Regions from separate parts of the Aedes albopictus genome. Here region 1 is linked to region 2. A link is a contact called in public Hi-C data. All regions are on one chromosome and are shown on one strand. Each heading gives the region's core, a stretch centred on a gene start, on an enhancer-like site or on the middle of the called end of the contact. The rest is flanking DNA. Distances are from core to core; before and after follow the strand shown. Region 1 holds the start of LOC109429573 (probable G-protein coupled receptor Mth-like 1). Region 2 holds the start of LOC115262090 (guanine nucleotide-binding protein subunit alpha homolog).

The links. A called contact is a pair of places that touch in the nucleus more often than the background predicts.
Region 1: a contact with region 2 is called in a Hi-C map of whole body, with 9 times the contacts expected there. The contact joins the promoter of LOC109429573 here to the promoter of LOC115262090 in region 2. A contact is called at or near these places in 2 of 3 Hi-C or Micro-C datasets (embryo and whole body).

Annotation. Positions count from the first base shown.
Region 1 is chr2:19,081,717-19,086,254 of AalbF5, reverse strand. It overlaps LOC109429573 (probable G-protein coupled receptor Mth-like 1), which reads left to right and starts at 2,110. Exons shown (of 10, transcript XM_062849261.1): 1 at 2,110-2,368; 2 at 2,425-2,504.
Region 2 is chr2:18,235,387-18,239,782 of AalbF5, reverse strand. It overlaps LOC115262090 (guanine nucleotide-binding protein subunit alpha homolog), which reads left to right and starts at 2,780. Exons shown (of 6, transcript XM_029864064.2): 1 at 2,780-3,298. The coding sequence starts at 3,098.

The DNA.
Region 1 (4,538 bases), core at 861-3,360, 850 kb before region 2:
TTCCTGAAGAGATCCCAGGCAGGCTGACTGAAGGATTCCATTCGGAATTCTTGAAGGAATACCAAGAGCAATTCATCTTATTTGGATGCTTCAAACCGCTGGAAGTCTGTACCGTTAATTCATCATTAAAAAATCTCTGGAAAATTCTAGAGGAATCCCAGCAGTAATAACTGAAGGAATCTCTGCAGACATTGTTTTGGAAATTCCTGGATTGGCGTCTGTTAGGGAACGTTCAAAAATTACGTCCTACATTTTGGGAGGGGGGGGGGAGGGGGGGGGGGTTCTAAGAAAGTGTGACAGTACGTGTATTAGGTATAGGAAAATAGCGAGACAGAGGGGGGAGGGGGGTCTAGAAATCCCGACAAACGATGGACGTAATAAATTAATCTTCCCTTATCAAAGGATACCGTAAATTATATTTTGAAAACAATCGCAAATTTAGCATTTTTTTCGCTCAAAAGAATTCCGTAATAATTAGCGAAAAAGCCGTAACCAACAAAATGTACACACTTTGAGTAATTGCTGGAGTGAAAAGAAGCTAGATTTGTCTTCTAAATGCTCACAAAATTTCCTTGATATCACTTTTCTAACTATTGAAAATCACTGATTGAGTGAAAGGCGTAATTTCATTCTATTCCAAACGAACAAAAACAAGAATTACGCCTTCTACTCCTTTGTTTTGCTTGGTGTTTTGTTTACGAAAGTGAAAGGCGAAACTGAAATCAACACGTAAACACGGCGAAAGCAAATGGCGAAATTCTGTCAAAATCATAAACAAGGCGAATAGTAAAAGGCGATTCTGAAAATTATATCGATTCGAGGCGCATAGTATTGGGCGAAATTAACATTCTCAGGTATCAATTCAGGCGTAATTAAATAAATGCAATTTTTAGTGCAAAAAATATCAAATGCGTGCAGTGTTCTTAGAAAAACAAAAAACTATGTCAGAACTGTATCAATTAACCTTATTTAAGTTGAATTATTCTGTATTACTTCTAAATAGGAATTGAAATTTGATCAGCAAAATTCGGTTGTTGTTTTCGCATTGTTATTGTTTTGTTAGTTAAGCCCTATTCGCGAATTACTCCCGAATTTTTAAATTGTTTGGCTCTTTTCGAAAGAAATGGGAGATTTGTTTGTTACGTAATTTGTATATGATTCCAAAATATATCAACCTATGTTAACATTGATTGTAAAATGGTATGCTGAATGTAAAACATTTTTCTTGTAAAAAAAACTAACACAATCGGATCAGAAAACCGACAATATCTGGAGAAATCGCAATCGAGGCCTCCCAAAATCGGGTCAGCACAGTATTATAATATTAAACGATTTTGAATTTCTGCATTAATATTTAATATTTAAAAATTCTCAATAAAAATACTCCGGATAATCGAGTCTAAAATTCCCGATAATCGAATCCCGGATAATCGAGTCCGACCTGTATTATTAAATCGAATCAAGGAAGGAAATCGGTATATTTTCTGGTTCTCATCCTGTCCAGAATCCCTGCTGGATGGATGCTCTCAAAAATTTAATCCTTTCATTTGTACGCCAACATTAGAACTGATACCTGCAGCAACAAAAGAAACATTACCATCATTCTCGCGTTCTCAGTCGCTACTTCCGGTTTGGCCCGCATAATAACAAACCATCCCAAAAACACGCACCCAACTTTCATTCCATTGTTTGTGTGTGGGTGCGATGCATTTGCATTGACCGAGACACAGTCAGTAGTAGGTACGCGGCGAAGAGGAAGCAAAAGCAGCTGCAACTGAACCCAAAGCACATGATTTTCGCAACATAAAAATAGCAAAACATAAAAACGAAACGCGAAGACCGGTTTACCACCGCCCGGCAAAGCGTCGTCGTCGTCGTGTGTCTAACTAGCCGCCCGTCCCGAGCACGAGTTCGTGTGTGTGCCGGCGCGCTCCGAAGCGAGCCGCCGGCGCCCATCCGTACACGTTTGTTTACGTTTGGTTCGGGCCGGCATAGGTGGTGGTGTGCGTGACAGGTGTTGGATTCGGCATGGGTTCGGGTTTTTGCAGCCGCCGCCGGTTCGCCCACCCGCCCGCGCGCGGTGATGATGTTGGCGCGTCCGTCGCTGCTTCCGTGCTTTTGCCAGATCAGTTGCGCTCGCTTGTTTCGTCGTCGCGGATGTGCGTGTTGAATGTTTTGCCGAGGGGAGTAGAGTGCGCTTTGTTTTCACGCGTCGTGGTTTTAATCGCGACCGGGTCGGACGCCTGTGGACAACGGTAAAAGTGACGGAATTTTGTTTGTTGACAGTTTTTTGGGTGCCGGTGATTTTGTTTGCAACAGTGACTGAAGTGAAACAATAAAAAGTGCAGTGTTTCGGAAATAATTGAAGGTGAGATTCTTGGCTCTGATGTAACCGAATGTGTATTAAAAAGTGAACCGTTTTAGAAATCAGTTAAAAGATCGTTCGACGAATGGATGTAGCAATAAAATTCTGATCGATAACGATTGTTGGTCATCTAGCGAGAGTGAGTAAATAAAGAAGACTAAAGAATTCGATACAGAAAAAAAATAACGATCAAAAGGTACACAAAACAGATCAAAATCATTAGCCTTCGGGTAGAAAAAAAAAACATGAAGAAGCAGTGTTGTGTGTGATTCTCTGTCTACTGGTGATGCCGCTTGATCGTGGGTCTTTTTCCTTGTGACGATGCGTTGCTGCCGGTTTTTGCCTGGGCACCACAATCTGCTGTGATCCGTTTTTTTCCTCTTCCTCCTTCTGTCATCGTCCGTGTCGTGATGCAACAACGCGTCATCGGTGTCGTCGCCGTCTCGATTCTCCTCAGCTGCCTGCCTGGCCGCCATTCGAAGACGCTCAGAGACACATACCACTGACGAACCGGACCGGGACCGGACACCGGTATGTCCGAGGACAGGAGGCTGTCTGCTGCTTTTGCTGATCTCCTCTGTCTGAGGGGTGATCGTGGTGGTATCATTTCAAAGAAAAAATCAACCCATGATGGTGGCGACAGTCAGCGATCAGGTCAGAGATGCAATTTAGAAGTGGGTGGGTGAATGGAAACGATGAAGGGTGTATTTAATTGATCAACATTCATCATTACGAAAAAAAAAAATGCAGTTCATGAACAAAGCGCGCGCTTTCGGTGGATGAAGTATTTAATGTGGTGTTGGGGATCAAGTGAGCCATGCAAAATGCATCTCATTGAGATTTCGTAAACTTGTGAAACTCTGTTCAGGTAACGAGATGCATTGCAAGCATTATTGGATAACAGCATCAGTTGCTTCAACTGTTTATGTCGTTGGAAAACTATCTTAACCCCCTATCCGTCTGAAATGCGTTCAGCAAATGCAAAGGTGTTGAAAGAGTAACACTTCTACAGTTTAGGGAATCGCGCCACTTGGGCGGTGGCTTCTATTTTCGTCTGTTTTCCGCTATAACTCAGTCAAATTTGAACCAATTGACACCATTTTTGGAATGCAGTGAGATAGGTATAGTATCTACCCGTGTACAACATTTCAAGTCAATTGGTTCAAAATTGACTGAGTTATAGTGGAAAACAGACGAATATAGAAGCCACCGCCCAAGTAGCGCGATACCCTATTTCTTATGTTCAATGCCCTCGGTCGGGTTAAGGCTCTAAACGAAAGCTTTCAATTTGGCACTGAATGACAACAGCATTTACTAGCTGTTTACGACAGTGTTCAAGAAGGGTTCAACTTTTGACAGGTAAAACTAGTCGAATGGTCCCATCGCTTTCCATGGGAATTGTGTTGATCCGTTTAGCATAAATGGGCATTTTCTTGCTTTTCTCACTCGTTCGTCGGTCGCTTTTCACGATTGGTGCAAAAAGTTGCACCAATTTGTTCGCAATGCTTTGTCATTTTGTGTGAGCCGGGGCCCGAATGATAATTTTACGACCCGAGCGCAATTAATGTTTTACTACGATTGTGCCCCGGCATCGGTGCAATTCTCTATTCTTCAAACGGTCACATGGCCTTGCTGCAACTTACAACTTTTATAATGCACTTGGGCTGACTCGGATGACTTTGCAAATTATTATGTGTACCTCTTACAACACATTTAGAATAGAAGCAAATATTTCGGACGGTAATAATTTCATTCAATTCAGTTCACTGGTTTCCAAGATATGACAGTTTAAACATTAGTTGTTCAAAAAACAGTGTTTTACGAGAACGGTTATAGCTTTGCGAAAGATTACTCAATCGAGCTCCAATTTGTACACATGAAATAGGTTGACAAACAGTCAAAATTTGAGAATTTTTTATGCATTCAATCAGTCTTGTAAACATTCGACACTTTCCACTACCTTCATTTCGGTGCCGCAGTCGGGTGTCAGCTTGCTTCGTTACATTCATTGGCTACCGTTACCTCTTACACACAACACGAGCGGTAGGACGAAGATCAATAAACATAAAAAAGGGTCAAATCAATGTCGTCTGACACGATGACATTTGTCTAATTCTAGCTTTTCGCATGGATTTCAGTGAATTCCGATTATGAATGTTAATATTAGTTTATC
Region 2 (4,396 bases), core at 1,531-4,030:
AGGCCGTTGGCCTTAATAGTTAAGGAGGAGTTCCCCTCTCGGCCGTCCAAGGTGGCCATGCCACGGCCGGCCGATTGTGCCCACGAGGGAAGACGCCTGCCACCCGATCATTTCCCAGCAACGCCTGCTGGTCCCGTCGGCCAAGTACCGGGCCGAAACACCGCCATCATTCGCCACTCCGGCGAGAGTTCCGGCCGCACAGTAGGATCCAAGTCACTGTGTCGGCCATCGCACCCACAATCACCCAAGGCAGCGGTATGTACCGGTACGATCTAGATTAGGCCACACTTAACAAATTAATACACTTTATAACCCAGAACAACACCCACACGACACACTAGGAGTTTTAATAAATTGTGTTAGAAATGTGAATATTCTTGGTTTTCATACGTTGTCGCGAAGCCCCTCCGATTACCGAGTAGCATGCCGGCCCTGAGACCCAGCTCGAGGGGTCTCATGCTACTGAGCTTGAATCCGGGAGCAATTGAGAGTCACTGTGGCTGCGGAGCAGCCCCCTAAGTCTCCGTAGTTACAATTGGCGCCCAACGTGGGGCCCGAACCCACGACCCTGAGATTTGGTAAACAAAAAAAAATGCAAATCACTTCGTGCTTTTACATTTTTTCATCGGGGTAGTGGATAGTGTAACCGGTTGGTTCCAATTTTTAGATTTTTATTTGTATGAGTGGTTGTTTCTATAGAAAATTCACGTTTTTATAATAAATTATTACAGTAGATCACACCCTAGCGAGAGCTCACTGCTATTAATCAGAAAACATTGCTGAAGGGACACATAAGAGTTCGCATAGAAGGGTACAAAGATGGCAGATGATGAGGGCATAGGCAATGAGATGAGTGCCAATGGGCGCGGCCATCTTCCGATTAAGAAGATTGGTCAGAAATTATCAAGGCGTCCGTGTGTTCAGACCGATAATAGTGCAGTGTCATAAGTGATACCCCCCCCCCCCTTTGAATAGGGGCAGGACATGGGAGCTGCCTCCGTTCAGGTAATTCGGTCTAGATAAACCTTTTAACCAGCCTGACGGAACATTATAATCCGATTTAGGACCTCGTATCCGTTGAATAGAACGGTCACACACGGCGGCTCGGAAGTCAAGATGGCTTCCGAGCCTAATAGCTAAGGATTCGCCATCGTCCGTTCAGGACGATCTCCTCAGGCCGTTGGCCTTAATAGTTAAGGAGGAGTTCCCCTCTCGGCCGTCCAAGGTGGCCATGCCACGGCCGGCCGATTGTGCCCACGAGGGAAGACGCCTGCCACCCGATCATTTCCCAGCAACGCCTGCTGGTCCCGTCGGCCAAGTACCGGGCCGAAACACCGCCATCATTCGCCACTCCGGCGAGAGTTCCGGCCGCACAGTAGGATCCAAGTCACTGTGTCGGCCATCGCACCCACAATCACCCAAGGCAGCGGTATGTACCGGTACGATCTAGATTAGGCCACACTTAACAAATTAATACACTTTATAACCCAGAACAACACCCACACGACACACTAGGAGTTTTAATAAATTGTGTTAGAAATGTGAATATTCTTGGTTTTCATACGTTGTCGCGAAGCCCCTCCGATTACCGAGTAGCATGCCGGCCCTGAGACCCAGCTCGAGGGGTCTCATGCTACTGAGCTTGAATCCGGGAGCAATTGAGAGTCACTGTGGCTGCGGAGCAGCCCCCTAAGTCTCCGTAGTTACAGAAGTCAATTTGAATTCTGCCAAGGGATGAAAGTATCCACAATAAAGATTAATCAATCAATCGTTTTGATACATATTTTTCCCTGTTGTGTATCATTAAACTAATTAAAAGCTACAGCTGCACTAGTCCAAATCAAGTGACGAAATTTAAAAGTAAGTTAAAACTCAATTTTCGCATCCCTGGTTACTTCAGATTTCGACCTGAAGCATTACATCACAGACAAACAGACGTCTCACTCTACTCATTTCCCATCGTTTCACTTTTTAACGGATTATTTAAATGTTCTGTAGTTCGCAAATCTCTCGCTCATGGTGCTCGCATCGTTTTCGCTCCTGTTTGACGTTTGTACACTGCCGCCATCTACTCAGTGGTTTTGCGAACCACAGTGTTATTAGCATTGGGCGATTATGCTTGCGTGACGATGATTTGTATCGCATTTTATTCAAAGTGATACGTCTGTTTGTCTGTGATTACATTATTAATTAATCACATTGAAAGAATTTTGTTCAAAATATCGAGACTTAGCTGTTCTTTACCCTTGTGTAGAATCCATCTCAGTCGCATTTCTCACAGGTTCATTTTTGCTTATCACCTCGTAGCGAAATATTCACCCACTCACACATCCACCCCCTTTCGCATGCGTTGTGCGATGTGCTCGACTTTCGCACCACGGGCTCGTGCCCTGGCCAGCAGCTCCCGCGAATCGAGCAGTGCTTCGTTTAGTATACGTGAAACAGCTCGGCTCGGTCGGTGTTGATGAAGATTCGCTCGCGATAAATTACGCTGATAATGACGTGTTTTCGATCGAAATCCGCATCGAAAGTGTACGGAAAGTGCGTCTGAATGTGCTTTGTGGCTCGGTGTGGTGAAATTCACCCATTCCCGGTCCGGTTTCGGAGGAAATTTCGCCCGAGAAAAGTGACCACCGTCGAGGTCTTTTTTCTTCGTTCGACGACGACGACGAGTTTCCTTTCGCGAGAGTGACGTTTCGTGGGATCCGTTTCTCCTCTGCTTGTCACGGGCGTGTTTTCTTGGTGGCTGCAAGGGCGTGCATGTGTGTGTCAGATCACACCAATACTACGAGAGGGGTATCGAAACGAGCAGCTCCACTACAGTGTCAGTGATAAAAAGTGTGGAAGAGTAGCAAGTACTCGAATTTCGAGGTGCGGCTGCTCGATATTGTGTTGTTTTGTTTTGATCGGAGGCACAGCTGTGTTGGTGCTTTGATGTGGAAGATCAATCTCGGTAACAGTGCGACGACGTAAATCGAGCAGTTGGGATTGTGCAGTTTGAAGGGGTCAATCAAAAGAAAAGTGTTGATGATGGTGATGCAGATTGGCTGCTATCAATAAAGATGATGATGATGGTGATAAGTGATGCATTTTGAAAATGGCAACAGTGAATAACCGAAGGCGCGGGGGAGCCGGCGAAGGCGCCTTATCGAAGTTGTCCTGCTCCCGGTCCTGCTGTGGCGATTTATTTGGATACTTGTTGCGGCTACGGGTCAGTCCGGAGGAGCTGGAGCAGCGGTATAAATCCCGTGAAATTGATAAGTTTCTAGAAAAGGATAAGCATGCTTTCAGGAGACAGGTATGGTTCCTCATCAATAAAATTGAGATAAAACAATGTGTAAAGCGGTGTTGTGTAGTTTTGGGTAGATTATGGAGTGTTGCCAAAAACTTTATGCTCCATCATTTCTCTCGTAGATTTGCGTCTATGAAAAATGTTTTAAAATTTATATGGAGCGGAGACGGGCCAGATCCCCCCTCCCCCAAAAAGTCCGCATGGTTTATGATCGGTTCTTAATATGTTACAATAATAATAATTACTTATTATTACTTTATAATAGAGATATTAAGCCCTAGGCTGCTTCATCAATAACATGATGTTTTAAACTTTTTTTCCTTGGATTGGATTTTACTGTTACAATCAATGCACCCCCGCGACGTGACCATATATCATATCCGTAGAGAACCGCACTGGTATATTCTGCACGTGGTGCATCTTTCTCGACCGTAGTGTCTTTTAGAGCCAACAGGACGCGATCGGTGAAGTACTAGATATGTACTAATGACCTGGATTGTTGTATGATGAGATGCTACATTTCAGTTCTGTCGCAGCTGTGGTTCGATACAGACGGATTGTGCTCTTTGCTCAGGTTGTCTTTTTGTCTACAGTTGGCGCTGCTAGGCATTGGATATCGTTTATCGCTTTGCTTTGTTCGTCGGTCGATCAAAGTGTTGGTGGTGTGGCTACAAAAAATATTGAAATGAGCGAAATGTTCGTTAATGCGGTTCCGTTCCGTTTCCCGCCGGGTAGCCCACGGCCATCCTGGGTGGAAATTGCGGATTTCCTGAAGAGGCTGGACAAGGATTTGCTGCAGATGGAAACTGCATATAAAACAGCACATAATCGTTCATTATTCGTGAAGTTTGTGTCGCGGGATACCATTGAGAAGTCGTTGCGGAAGAACGCAGAGCCAAGAAGATTTGCCTGTTCAAATGGGCATTCAATAGAAGTGCGGATGTCTATTGCAGGCGTCAATATCCGATACATTCGATGATAATTTGTCTTTGGAACTGGAAAAGTTTGGGAAAGTGCAACGCATGATCCGAGAAACGTTCCCTGCGGAGCTTGGCCTCGATCAAATGCACACTGGAGTCCGAGAATCCCATCATAGATCGACGT